2 separate regions of the Sus scrofa genome follow, and region 1 is linked to region 2. The links are chromatin contacts, called in public HiChIP or PLAC-seq maps. All regions are on one chromosome and are shown on one strand. The core of a region is the stretch at or near the end of the contact, and the rest is flanking DNA. Distances in the headings are between cores, read along the strand shown. Region 1 overlaps NMNAT2 (nicotinamide/nicotinic acid mononucleotide adenylyltransferase 2). Region 2 overlaps LAMC1 (laminin subunit gamma 1).

Region 1 (6,017 bases), core at 3,470-5,969, 120 kb after region 2:
CATATGGAGGTTCCCAGGCTAGGGGTCGAATTGGAGCTGTAGCCACCGGCCTATGCCACAGCCACAGCAACGCGGGATCCGAGCCGCGTCTGCAACCTGCACCACAGCTCACGGCAACGCCAGATCGTTAACCCACTGAGCAAGGGCAGGGACCGAACCTGCAACCTCATGGTTCCTAGTCGGGTTCGTTAACCACTGCGCCACGACAGGAACTCCCACCTTTGTTTTTAGTACAAATGCATTTAACTGCTACTTAATATAATTTAATGTTTGGTATTGGCCACATTTAACAACCAACTGGGAAAATTCCTAAACATTTTATAAATGGTCCCAGCAAACCTGTATGAGCTGACTCAGGGGCACCCCTAAACCTGGATTGGAGGATAAGACCTGATGTCCCTTGAAATGACATCACATCTGCTGGGCCTCCTGGGAGAAGCTGGTGCTCAGGTGCAGCCCCACGCTTCCACCCGCTGACAAGGGAATCCGGGGTGTGAGGGGGAGGCCTGGAGTATCTCTGTAGCTCAAGCTGAAAACAGAGCATGTCTGCTGGACACCAGGCTGCCTCTCATCCTTCAAGCATTCCAGTTGTCGCCAACCCTCCTTGTCACCTGGACCTGCATTGACTTCACGCTCTCGCTGTCTGACCTCCACCGGCCACAGACACGCGTAACCCTAGACTACTCTGGAACCTTGGAATGATCCGTTTTCCGGTTTGCTTCTTGGGGTTGCCCTTAACTTGGCTCACTTCCGTGGGTTCCGTGTAACCACCCTCCACCTGCTCTGTCTCCGGGGGTGGGGGTAGGCTATGGATGGCTTTCTGCCCCCCTCTCCTGCTCGTCCTCCACGCCCTGGAATCCCCTGGTTAGGAAGGCAGGCGAGCTCGTCCACTGCGGGCCCAGTGTTGTGGGCCGAAGAAGAGTCTCTCTGGCTGGCAGTGAACTCAGCTCCCATGTCTTTTGGATGATGGAGAAGTTCTGAAGGGAAAATTGCCAACGGATCCAGCCCTACCTCCTGGGAACCTGCCTGAATCCAGTTAGATGTCAAAGGGGAGATAACTAAGACTCTGATCTTGGCTGGGGAAGAACGATTGATTAGTCGTCCTTCCACGCAGGGCGTTCAAGCCTCTCCCCTCCCCCACTTTGCCCATGGTGGAGGTAGGTGGCTCCAAACGTCCCCCCTTCCCAGCCCTACTCACCGATCTCCTCGTACCGCATCACCGTGCCCAGATTGGCGTTCTCGTCTAGGGAGGAAAGGGGAAACGCAGAAGCATCAGGGAACCAACTTCCTGGCAGAGGGAGAACACGGGGTGGGGTGTGGGGTGGAAGTAGGGGCGTCTGAGTAGCATAAATGGGGAGCATGGTCCAGCTTAAAATGGAGGGGGGGCATCTCCTCAGGCGCTGGGGGGAGGCTTCACTTTCCTGGGACTTTCAGAATTCAACAGCCTGGCTGGGCAGCCAATGACAGACACACAGGTGCTCATGCTGAGCGCCTTCTGTTTCTTTCTGTATTCGGGGGAGGGTGGTCACAAGAGCAACGTTCTCAAACCTAGGGAGACAGCTCGTAGAGTCACAAGGAGGTGGCTCTCTCTTGGTTAGCATTACCTGGTTCAAAGCACGCTGAGACTTTTCACGTGGCAGAATGCAGAGCCTGGGGAAGACGCAAGACCCAGGCTTTGCCGTGTGCTCTAAGGGTGCACAGAACCACAGAGATGCCAGCTTGGCCCCCTGCCTCCCTGTCTCCTCAACATCCCTCTTAGTTCCTTTTCAAGGTTGGAAGCTGGAAATCTCAGGAAAGGCAGAAGACACCCCCCAAGAGTCAAATGAATGAGGGTTGGGCTTTCAGCTCTTCTGCTGGGTGGGATTTGGGGTTTGTATGGGAAAGAGCTCCAGAGACAGATGTTCTCAGATGCTCTCATCCATGTTGGGTCCTCAGGGTGCAGCAAAGGAAAGGGCTTGTGGGTTCTTAGCCTCTCAGCAGGAGTACTGACCCTGCCAGAGCTGGGAGGGCCCGGGGTGGGGGATGCTGGGCCCCTGAGACCTCTGTGGACACACTCTATAGAGGGGAGGACCAGCATAGCCCAGGAGAGGAGAGGAGTACAGGAAGTCTCCAGGTGCCCCGGGGCCAGGATGACTGTGCCTCTGGGCTCCCCTAACGGCTTGGCCCCGAGGTCCTGAACATCCTCTGTTTCCTCTCAACCATGGCTCTATAGATGCTTATCCCACAGCAGCAGGTGCTGGGGCCGGGAGCATCTGCTGAATGGATGAAGGGAGGAGGGAAAGAAAAGAGGCAGGATTGGTCAAGAAAGTCCTTGCATCCTTACCCACAAAGGTGAAGCGCTCCACCGGCGGGCGGACACAGCAGATCCGGCTTAGGCTCTCACCCACCTTTCCCAGGATCTTGGCTATGAGAGAGAGCAAGGGACAGAGGGGGAACCACTCACAACTCACACTCCCCTCAGCCCTGAGTTTGGGCCGCTGGAATCAATGTAGCTGCTCTGGAGGGGCGGGGGTTGGGGCGGGGGAGGCAGGAGGAGGACAGAGAGAAAGAACAGAAACCTGACAGCCCCAACTCCCTCTCCGCATCCACGGTCCAAGGCATAAGCATTCTGAGCCCTAGATGGGAATCTATTTTCTAATCGTGTTTATTACACTATTGAAAAATTGGAAAATATGGAAGGGGAACATATATATATAAAGGAAAATAAAAAGCACCCATTATTCCACGGCTAGAGATAATCACCACTAAAGCATTCACTTAGTATTTTTCTTCTATTTTTATTATATGTGTTATGCAGATTGGTCTATGTAACAAAAGTTGTAAATATGCTGTAGTGTATTTTCCATTTAATGGACATGTGCTCTGTTTGCACTTTTTTTTTTTTTTTTTTTTTTAAATACCGTGGGCTTTTTCTCAGCCACTCCCAACATGAAACACTAATGCCCAAATCCACGGAGACTCGGCCTGTGGCAAGGAACTCAGAATAATTTCTGCTGGGCGAAGGCCTTCTTTCCCATGCAGATGGTCTTTAGAATAATCAGACATCCTACTTTGGCTGAGGGGGATCTGGTTTTCAGTGATCTCTCTGGGCTCTAATCCAGAAATTTTTTCTCAGGCCCCACATAGAGCTGTATGCAAACTATGCAATTCTGGCTCTTCCTTATGAATTACCCTATTTATGACAGACTGATCACAAAACAGCTCATGGTCTCTAGGATTGAAAAGTAATACTAGGATCTGTCTCTTGCAAATTGGCCTAGAAGAAAATCCTAGAACATGGACCTTGGAATCAGACAGTTCTAAACATGAACTCTGGCTCTTCTACTCCTGAGCTGTGTGACCTTAAGCAAATCACTTACCTTCTCTGAAGCTGTTTTCCCTTTGTAAACAAGACTAGAGTATCTACATCACAGAAGTACTGCATTAAATGAAAACCCCTGTAAAGCACTGAGCACCGTGCAAGCATATAGTACTAGCTGTTGGCTAAGTGTTGGGGCGGTGCTGCTCTTTGTCACCAAAGGGATGGCTGAGGTGTGGGGCTCTGGCTACAGAGTGCCTGGGTTTGACTCCTGGCCCCGCTACATCCCTGCTCTGTGACCCTGGGCAAGATCCTCAACCCCTTGGAAAAGGCAGAGAAAACTCCCCCTTTGCAGCTTCGATCCCCGGTTAAGGCAACCACATTTACGTAAAATGCGCACCATCACCCCGTCTCTCTCTCTGTCTCTGTCCCTGTCTCTTTCACTGCGGCTCTTTCTCTCTGATGCTCTATATTAAGAGTTCCCAAAGTACAGTCCCTGGACCAGAGCATCAGCGTCACCTTTTTAAAAGCGCAAATTCTTTTCCTCCTAGCCCCACTGAATCAAATTCTGGGGTGGCATTTAGCGATCTGGATTTGAACAAGCCATCCAGGCAATTCTGAAGCTTGAGGACCACTGTTCTATAGCAACGTTTCCTTACCTGCCGTGGGCTTGGTGGGCACATTGCTGTTCTGGTAAATGGGCTGGGAGGTCTCATTCTGGGGCTGTCCGATGACAGGTGTCATGGAGGGTGTGTTAACATTGGAGAGGATGCAGCCAGTCACCCGCTAGGGGAAGAAGGGCAGAGTCGGTGACATTAGCCAAGTGACTTACGCAAGCGTTTCCCAGTTATTGCCAAATGCTCATCTGCTTGTCCACCATCGTGAGGTGTCCTGGAGCTGCGAAAGAGGACTGGGGTGGGTTCTAGACCCAGCTGTCCCATGACCACACGAGGCTGGCAGGAGGCAAGAGAGCTCAATGGGAAAAAGCACGGGATGTGTTGATGCACAGACTTGGGTTCGAGTTTGAGCTCTGCCCCCCTCTGGCTGTGTGACCTTGGATAGCTACTTAACTGCCCCTGAATCTCCATTCAGGAACCTGACACACAGAGGGAACAGAGCTGCCTTTCTGGGTTGCGGCAAGATTACCCAAGCGAACACACACCGAGTGCCTCTAGTGCATCCGGCATGTAGCAGGAACTTTGTACACGTTGTGACCTCCTGCGGATCATGCATACCTGCCCCTCCACCCCCCCTTGCTTCATGGGGCTCAAATGAGGTCATGTCTGCAAAAGGGCTGTACAAGCTTGGGAAAGGTCATACAAACACCAGGCGCTATCACCACCTGCCACCTCTCCAGGCCAGAGATGCCAATGGCAGGGCCAGGCCGGGAGTGGTGCCAGGCAGAGCAGGATGTGTTTGTGCTGCAGGAAGGGGGGGCGGGGTTCTGGGCACTCTTGCGCCTGCTCACAGTGTGAATGCACATTCCAGAGCCAAACGGAAATTCTATGTGTATTATCCATTGTCCCGTGTTATCTGGCCCGCTGCTTCTCTCTAGGGCCACAGAAAACACAGAACTGATAACGCAGCATTCTTCACAGCTGACCCAGAAGCAACCCCCGCCCCTTTGCCTGAGTGGGTGGGAGAGAGAAACAAAGGATGAATTTTCAATCTGTTTAGCTTCCCAGAGCCCTTGCTTATTCAAGGTCCCTTCCCTGAAAGCCAACCATCACCCTTTCCGCATTACTGAGTCTGGCTGCCAGAGGGTCCCCAAGTCCCAGGGCTGAGGTCACCCTCCAAGACATCTTCCACCCGCAATCCCGCAGCCAGAGCAGCGTGTGAGTCCTCCCAAGCCCTGGAAGGGCAGGCATTCCCTCTTGTGGGGTGACCTGTCACTGCTGCAGTATTCCTGACAGGAGATGGTCACGACAGCATCCGGCCACATCTGGGGGCCAGCTGAGGTCGGGGACCACGGGGGTCTTCTCAGCCGGCTTTGTGGGAGTCTCCGCCCAGCTGCAGCCAGTGGAGTGGAGGGGACAGTCTGCCCTTTTTTATTATGATTTCACCTCCAGGAAAGAAAATGCCACATGCCCATCAAATAACTGGTGTGGTAACTGAGGACTTTCTTCCTCCTGCAGCGTGTGCATCATTCGTCCCATTGGACCTGTTTGGTGCTGGAGGAGAACAGTGCTAGCCACCTGCTCCACTCTGCCCCCACGTGCTCCCATGTTCTCAAAAGCCTGTATCACCTATCCATCCCGCGTCTCTCTCCTCCCCCCCCAAGAGGTTTGCTTTCCACGCAGGAACACAGGCCTGACGCTGGGACTGGGGAGACAGGCAGCTCCAAGCTCCCACTCCAAAGTGCATCATGACTGACATTAGCTGCGGGTCTATGACCATGACCGCAACAGCTGCGGCCCCAGCCAAGCATCACTGGCCCAGACTCCTGCCTCTGGGCATGAGTAACAGAGGGAGGGTTCGAGAAGCCCAGACATCTAGACAGCAGAAACAGCAGCCAGGCTTCCTGGCTGGTATAGCCAGGGCTCAGGCCTGCCTGCGGGGCCCCTGGTTCCTCCCTTCCATCGTGCAGCCTGCAGCTCCTGGGTGAGCAGAAGGAGCGCTGGTCCCCAGCCGCGTCCCCAGCTGACATGTAGTGTGAGAAATTCACTCATGTGAAGCCACTGAGATGTGAAGGATGTTGGCCTATCTTAGCCTGTCCTGA
Region 2 (5,406 bases), core at 136-2,635:
CCCATCTGCGCGTCTTTGGATTGAATTTGTTCCCCGTTGCTTGGCTCTTCGCCTTGTGTTTGCAGCATGTCCGTTCTCTTAACATTCACGTCCACCTGCTTTCCTCTACACACAGCCACGAGAAAGAGGTACCTCGAGCCCTCTTCCCCTGCAGACCTGACGGTCCTCAACCGTAGCATCATGTCCTCCGTGTCTGCTCCACAGCAGGGATGCTGGCTTGACAGGGAGGGATGGAGTTAGGAAAGGGCATCTTCGCCATGGCTGTGCGTCTCAACAGGAGTGAGCTAGAAATGCTCTTTCTGGCAGTTGGGTGCGCTGGATGGGTCATTTTTGCAAGAGGGTGCATAATTACTGAGCGCGCAGGCATCAGAGATGGTGCTGCAGACAGGAGGAGCGGGAGAGGTGTCGAAGCCGCTTCTCCCCGTTCTGTCTCCTTGCATCCCACCGTTGACTACCGAGGTCGGGATCCTCCTAAGCATCCTGTTGCAGAGGGCCTGGCTCTTCCTGACCACGTTGTTCCCGTCGGTGTTTCCTAGCCAGTTCCTCTGGTTCAGCAGCCGTGTACTAACAGACGTCTTGGTCAAGGTTGCAGGAAAAGGACCAAAGATAGACTGCGAAGGTCGTTTTCCATCTAGCCTGCGGGTCAAGTTCCCTCCAGTCGGTCTTAGCCACGGTGAAATTCAGGCGATTTGTTGTTGTCGTCGTTGTCATTTCTTTTCTCCTTTTCCATCTGTGTGGTATATTTTTAAACAGAAGTGTATTTTTAAAATAAAAGTCCTTTATAAGATGATACCTTCATTACACTCCTGCAATATAGCCATTATATTACTGTATAGTCCCAGTTTATCTGTACTTTATGTAATAAAACAGACAAGGTGGCTGCTGCAGAATGCTGGGTGGCATAGGGGACAAAGACAGCTGTACCCTGGAACTTTGCCTTTGAATTCCAACTGTGGCCCTTTTCCATGTGCCTTCACTTTAGCTGTTCGCCTTAATCTCTACAGTCTTGCTCTCCGGGGTGGTAAATAAAATGCAACACTTGGCATTTTTTATGTTAAAAAAACAGTATTTTATTTATAATAAAATCTGAATATTTGTAACCCTTTACACTTGGTGTGGCCTGAGTGTGATACAGGGCGTTTATGATGCTTTAAACAGTATGACTAAGGGAAAACGCCTCAGCATGTGTTCTTTGGCTTATCTATTTTCCTGGGAACAATCCAGTGTGTGTGCCTGTGAGGACAGGTATTTATTTATGTACATATAAAATGTTTTTAACCTCTCTCAGATTAGGATACTTCGATGTAGTCCAGAGGTTACCACACTCTTTCTGATAAGAGCATGATCGTAAATGTTACCGGCTTTCCAGACCATTCCATCTATAACACCTGCTCTGCTGTTGTAGCAGGAAAGCAGCCGAGGACAATCTGTAAACGGCCGAACGTGGCTGTGGTCCAGGACAACTATTTACAGAGACAGGCCCGGGCCTGCGGGCTGGGGTTTACCAGACCTCCTGGTGTAGTCTCAATACTTGATTAATGACTACTGAGGACTGTTTTCAAATTACTCGGGCTTCCTAAATTAGCAGCTGTGTATGAAGAGTTGTCTTCCCACCTTTTAAATACCCGTCTTTAGCTAAACTACAGGTACGTTCTTCGGATACTGAGAAAACACACTCAGACGTAATGGAAAAAGAAAAGTAACGTGCTTGGACCAGCAGGCCTTCAGGAGGGCTGGCCCACTTGACTAACCTAGGCCGGGTGAAGACGTTTGGAGGAGGAGTTTCCGTTGCGGCTCAGCAGGTTAAGAACCTGACTGGTGTCTGTAAGGATGCAGGCTTGATCCCTGGCCTCGCTCAGTGGGTTAAGGATGCAGCGTGCCGCAGGCTGCAGAGTAGGTCGCAGATGCAGCTTGGATCTGGTGTTGCCGTGGCTGTAGCAGAGGCCTTGGTCGCAGCTCCAATTTGACCCCTAGCCTGGGAACTTCCATTTGCTGTGGGTGTGGCTGTAAAGAGAAAAAAATGGAAAAAAAAAATTGGAGAAACTAGGAGCCAGCAGGAAGGCTTTGCTCTACTCTTGGCTCTGTTTGTAGCCGAGTCCCTGCGGATGTCATGCCGCCTTCCCCATCATGTAAATAGGTATGACCATGACACCTGCCACGAATAATCTGTGCTCTCCTCAGTAGACTTCCTTGGAGAGAGCTTTAGAGGGCACCAGTTACCAGCTTTCTTACACACCCTGTTCCTCACCCCCTTGGAGGCTGTGATTCAGCTGCAAATACATGTCTGTAGTTACTGTGTCAGAGGGTTGAGTAGGGTTTTAAAACCTTGTCCCCTATTCCTTTTGTTATTTCAGAGTCAGAGGTTTCTCCAGAGTTGGGTTAGCATAACCTGATTCAAAATATCCCCAAAAGTCTACCCCTTCCGTAAGCATTCCAGCCCCTCTCAGTAGATCTGAATTCAGCGGCACCACTTCCATTAAGCTCAAAATGGAATGTCTGGAGAAGACAGGACTGGCATCCAGGAGCATCTTGAAGTAGGAAAGCGGGTGGCACCTTCCATGTAAGCTGAGAAAGGACGCACCAAGGAAAGATCAAATCTCTCCAGGCCAGTAGCTTCTGGGAACAAATGAGACAGCTGTGAATGACAGGTAATTTTGCCTGTTTACACTGAGCAGGTTTAATTGAAGTGGACATTGATAGCTGGAGTGAAAAAGAAGAACTTTCTACAAGCAATGTATCTCTCAGAAGCTCCTCTGGTTCAGGGTCATCAAGCAGATGTCTTCTATTTGTGCAGAGCCTCCTAGGATGATTACACCTGCTCTCCATAGATAAGTGGAATTCTCAATAAAAATCAAATGCCTAAGGGAAATGTTTAGCCAAAGTCCAAAAAAAAGCTCAAATAAGAGAAACCTCAACATTTCAAGAGTTGTTAGAAGGCCTCCATGTCTTCACTTGAACTCTTCTCTGCTCAGAATGTGCTTGCTTTCTCCTCCCCAGTACAGGAAAACCTGAGGTCAAGGTGTTACCTCCTCTGTTGACCCTGGCCAGTCCCTTCTTGTGCTCATACCCCTCAGCCTGGCACTGGCCTCTGACATGACCCTTGGGCACAAGTTTAGTGCTTGGGTGTGTCTCACCCACCTTGGCTCTCCCCCCATCCTCCTCCCTCCTCCCTGCCAAGGTCAGGTTCCTGGTTATTCACGTTTTCACGTTCACATCCTCAGGGCTAGGAGGCAGAGGGGAGTCACTTAGTTGTCTTTTTTTTTTTTTTTTTTTTTTTTGGCCGCACCCACAGTAATCAGATCAACCCATCTTATCCTCTTCTCCCATTCCTGCTGCTTTTTCCCTGCTGTGAGCAAAGCGGGCGTTTTGTGTATACGTGTTACTTTCTTCCTGTCGATTTAATAATTTCTCTCTCCTTCTCCTTCCAAATACACTCTCCTCCCTCAAAACTCCTACCTAAGGATGGATTTGCCGGAAAAGAACCAAAACCACTGTCTTTCACTAAATGGCCCAGCACAGACCACACACAGCTATGCAGTGAGCAACCAGCTGGTGTGATCTGATCTGCGAGGCCCGGTCCTCTGCACTCCCAGTTCCCACACTGCCCATTCCTCATGCTGTGTATGTCTGTGAGTTTGATCCACAGCCCCCTCCGTAGGTATCTCTGGCTTCTGGCCTAAGTTGTAACATCAATTCCCTTTCTTTTTTCTAACCGCCTGGGAATGGTCCCAGTAAATGTCAGCAGATTGGTTGTTTGCGCCCTACCTTAGAAAGCCTTATAGTATAGCCCACGGAGGTATTGCTTGTGATTAGTTCAGTATAGTTTGTATTTATTTCTATAAAAAGCTGAGCATCAGGCCTTTGATCAAATCAGAATGTACCCTCTGTTACAGCATCGTTCCTATGAGTTTGTTCAAGTTAGTGTAAGTACTTCTCTGTGAAAGGTGCCCGGTCAGACCTGTGAGGGCCACCCTTCCATTCTCCCATAATCCTTTTTCACCATGGCTAGTAACAGAAAATTCTATTTGAGCTTCAGGCTGATGCTTTTGGGGCCCATCCCATGGCGCCTGTCCTAATACCAAGATCCTTTGTCATTTCAGTAACTAAACGCGATCATCAAATTTGAGGCCGTGGCAACCAGTGTTAAGAATTAATAGTGCAATCTCATTCTGAATAGTTAGCGCCTGGTTTCTAGGATGTGTGTGAGCTGCATTTTCCTGGTTCTTCCCTGTTGGTTGAGTTTTCCTTGCTCTTGGCCGCTCATTGATCCAGCCATTTCTTCCATGGACCTTTGCTCCTCCTGAGCATGGCTTCCACGTTGAGATTTGTGCAGAGTAAGCACAAGTCCAGCCAGGAGCTGAAACGTCTGGGGAAGATGTGCTGTCCCAGCATGGATTACACGTTCCTGGGCTGCTGAGCCAGCGTCCAAGATAAAGGCTCAGGAGAAACAGCTGTGATTTGGGTGATTACACGTTTAGCGTGGTCGGAGACGTTTGTGTTACAACTTGCTGATCCCTCTGGGCTCAGACAGTCTGCCCTCTGTGCTGTCTCGCTGGGGTTGGTACAGAGGCGCAGACCTGGCCGGGGAGAGGGGGTTTGCCACGTAGATTTCAGATAGGCTGCTTAGGCCTCCTGCTCCACTAAGTTGCTGAGGCCCAGGCCAGACGAGTGCATCCAGGTAGCTTGCACTGCATGCCGTGCTTTAAAAGGCACCTTCATAACTGACTTGGTTCGTCTGTCCCTCCCTTGATGAGGCTCTCCATTGGACCACGGGGAAAAGCTGCGCCGTGGTGGTTTGCTGCCCCATCGTCCTAGCCGCTGTGTTAGCTGTGGCTTCATTTTCTCTCATGATTGTGATCCCTTGTCCCTCTAAGAACCTTTATTATATATCTGTATTTTATTAAATAGGAGTTCTTCCCGTTGTGGTGCAGCGGAAACGAATCTGACTAGGAACCACGAGGTTGTGGGTTCGATCCCTGGCCTCGGTCAGTGGTTAAGGATCCGGCATTGCCATGAGCTGTGGTGTAGGTCGCAGATGCGGCTCGGATCCTGCATGGCTGTGGCTGTGGTGTAGGCCAGTGGCTGCAGCTGCGATTGGACCTCTAGCCTGGAAACCTCCATATGCCGTGAGTGCAGCCTTAAAAAGACAAAAATAATAATTAAAAAAAAGTCCCCATATCCCTTTTTTTTTTTTTTTTTTGAGAGATCAAGGCAGGATTTAAATATATTAGTAACTCACCAATATTAAGGGATCAGTTAGTGGGAGAATTATTACTTGGAACCCAATTGTCCTCAAGCAATGTTAACAAGGATAAAATCAAGTATACTTATCAAAACTAAGAAATTAATATGGGAGGAATATTATTAACTAAACACAGTCTCTTGCCAACTTTCAAATAGCTTTTT

The links. HiChIP or PLAC-seq counts read pairs in DNA pulled down with a chosen protein or histone mark.
Region 1: an H3K27ac HiChIP or PLAC-seq map of skeletal muscle shows a contact between it and region 2. The contact joins two enhancer-like sites. A contact is called at or near these places in 4 of 47 Hi-C or Micro-C datasets (embryonic fibroblasts, fetal heart ventricle and skeletal muscle) and 1 of 2 datasets of contacts at active chromatin or transcription factors (skeletal muscle).

The regions. Positions count from the first base shown.
Region 1 is chr9:124,521,637-124,527,653 of Sscrofa11.1, forward strand. It overlaps NMNAT2 (nicotinamide/nicotinic acid mononucleotide adenylyltransferase 2), which reads right to left. Exons shown (of 14, transcript XM_021063806.1): 8 at 3,958-4,084; 9 at 2,324-2,404; 10 at 1,199-1,243. Among named protein-coding and RNA genes, the nearest start is that of LAMC2, 97 kb to the left of the region's middle. Within about 2 kb of position 4,720, at least 38 of the 83 cell types and tissues checked have an H3K27ac peak or open chromatin away from gene starts, as enhancers often do. A contact at or near this core is called in skeletal muscle, where this site is marked.
Region 2 is chr9:124,404,861-124,410,266 of Sscrofa11.1, forward strand. It overlaps LAMC1 (laminin subunit gamma 1), which reads left to right. Exons shown (of 29, transcript NM_001271715.1): 29 at 1-1,107. Among named protein-coding and RNA genes, the nearest start is that of LAMC2, 20 kb to the right of the region's middle. Within about 2 kb of position 1,386, at least 10 of the 83 cell types and tissues checked have an H3K27ac peak or open chromatin away from gene starts, as enhancers often do. A contact at or near this core is called in skeletal muscle, where this site is marked.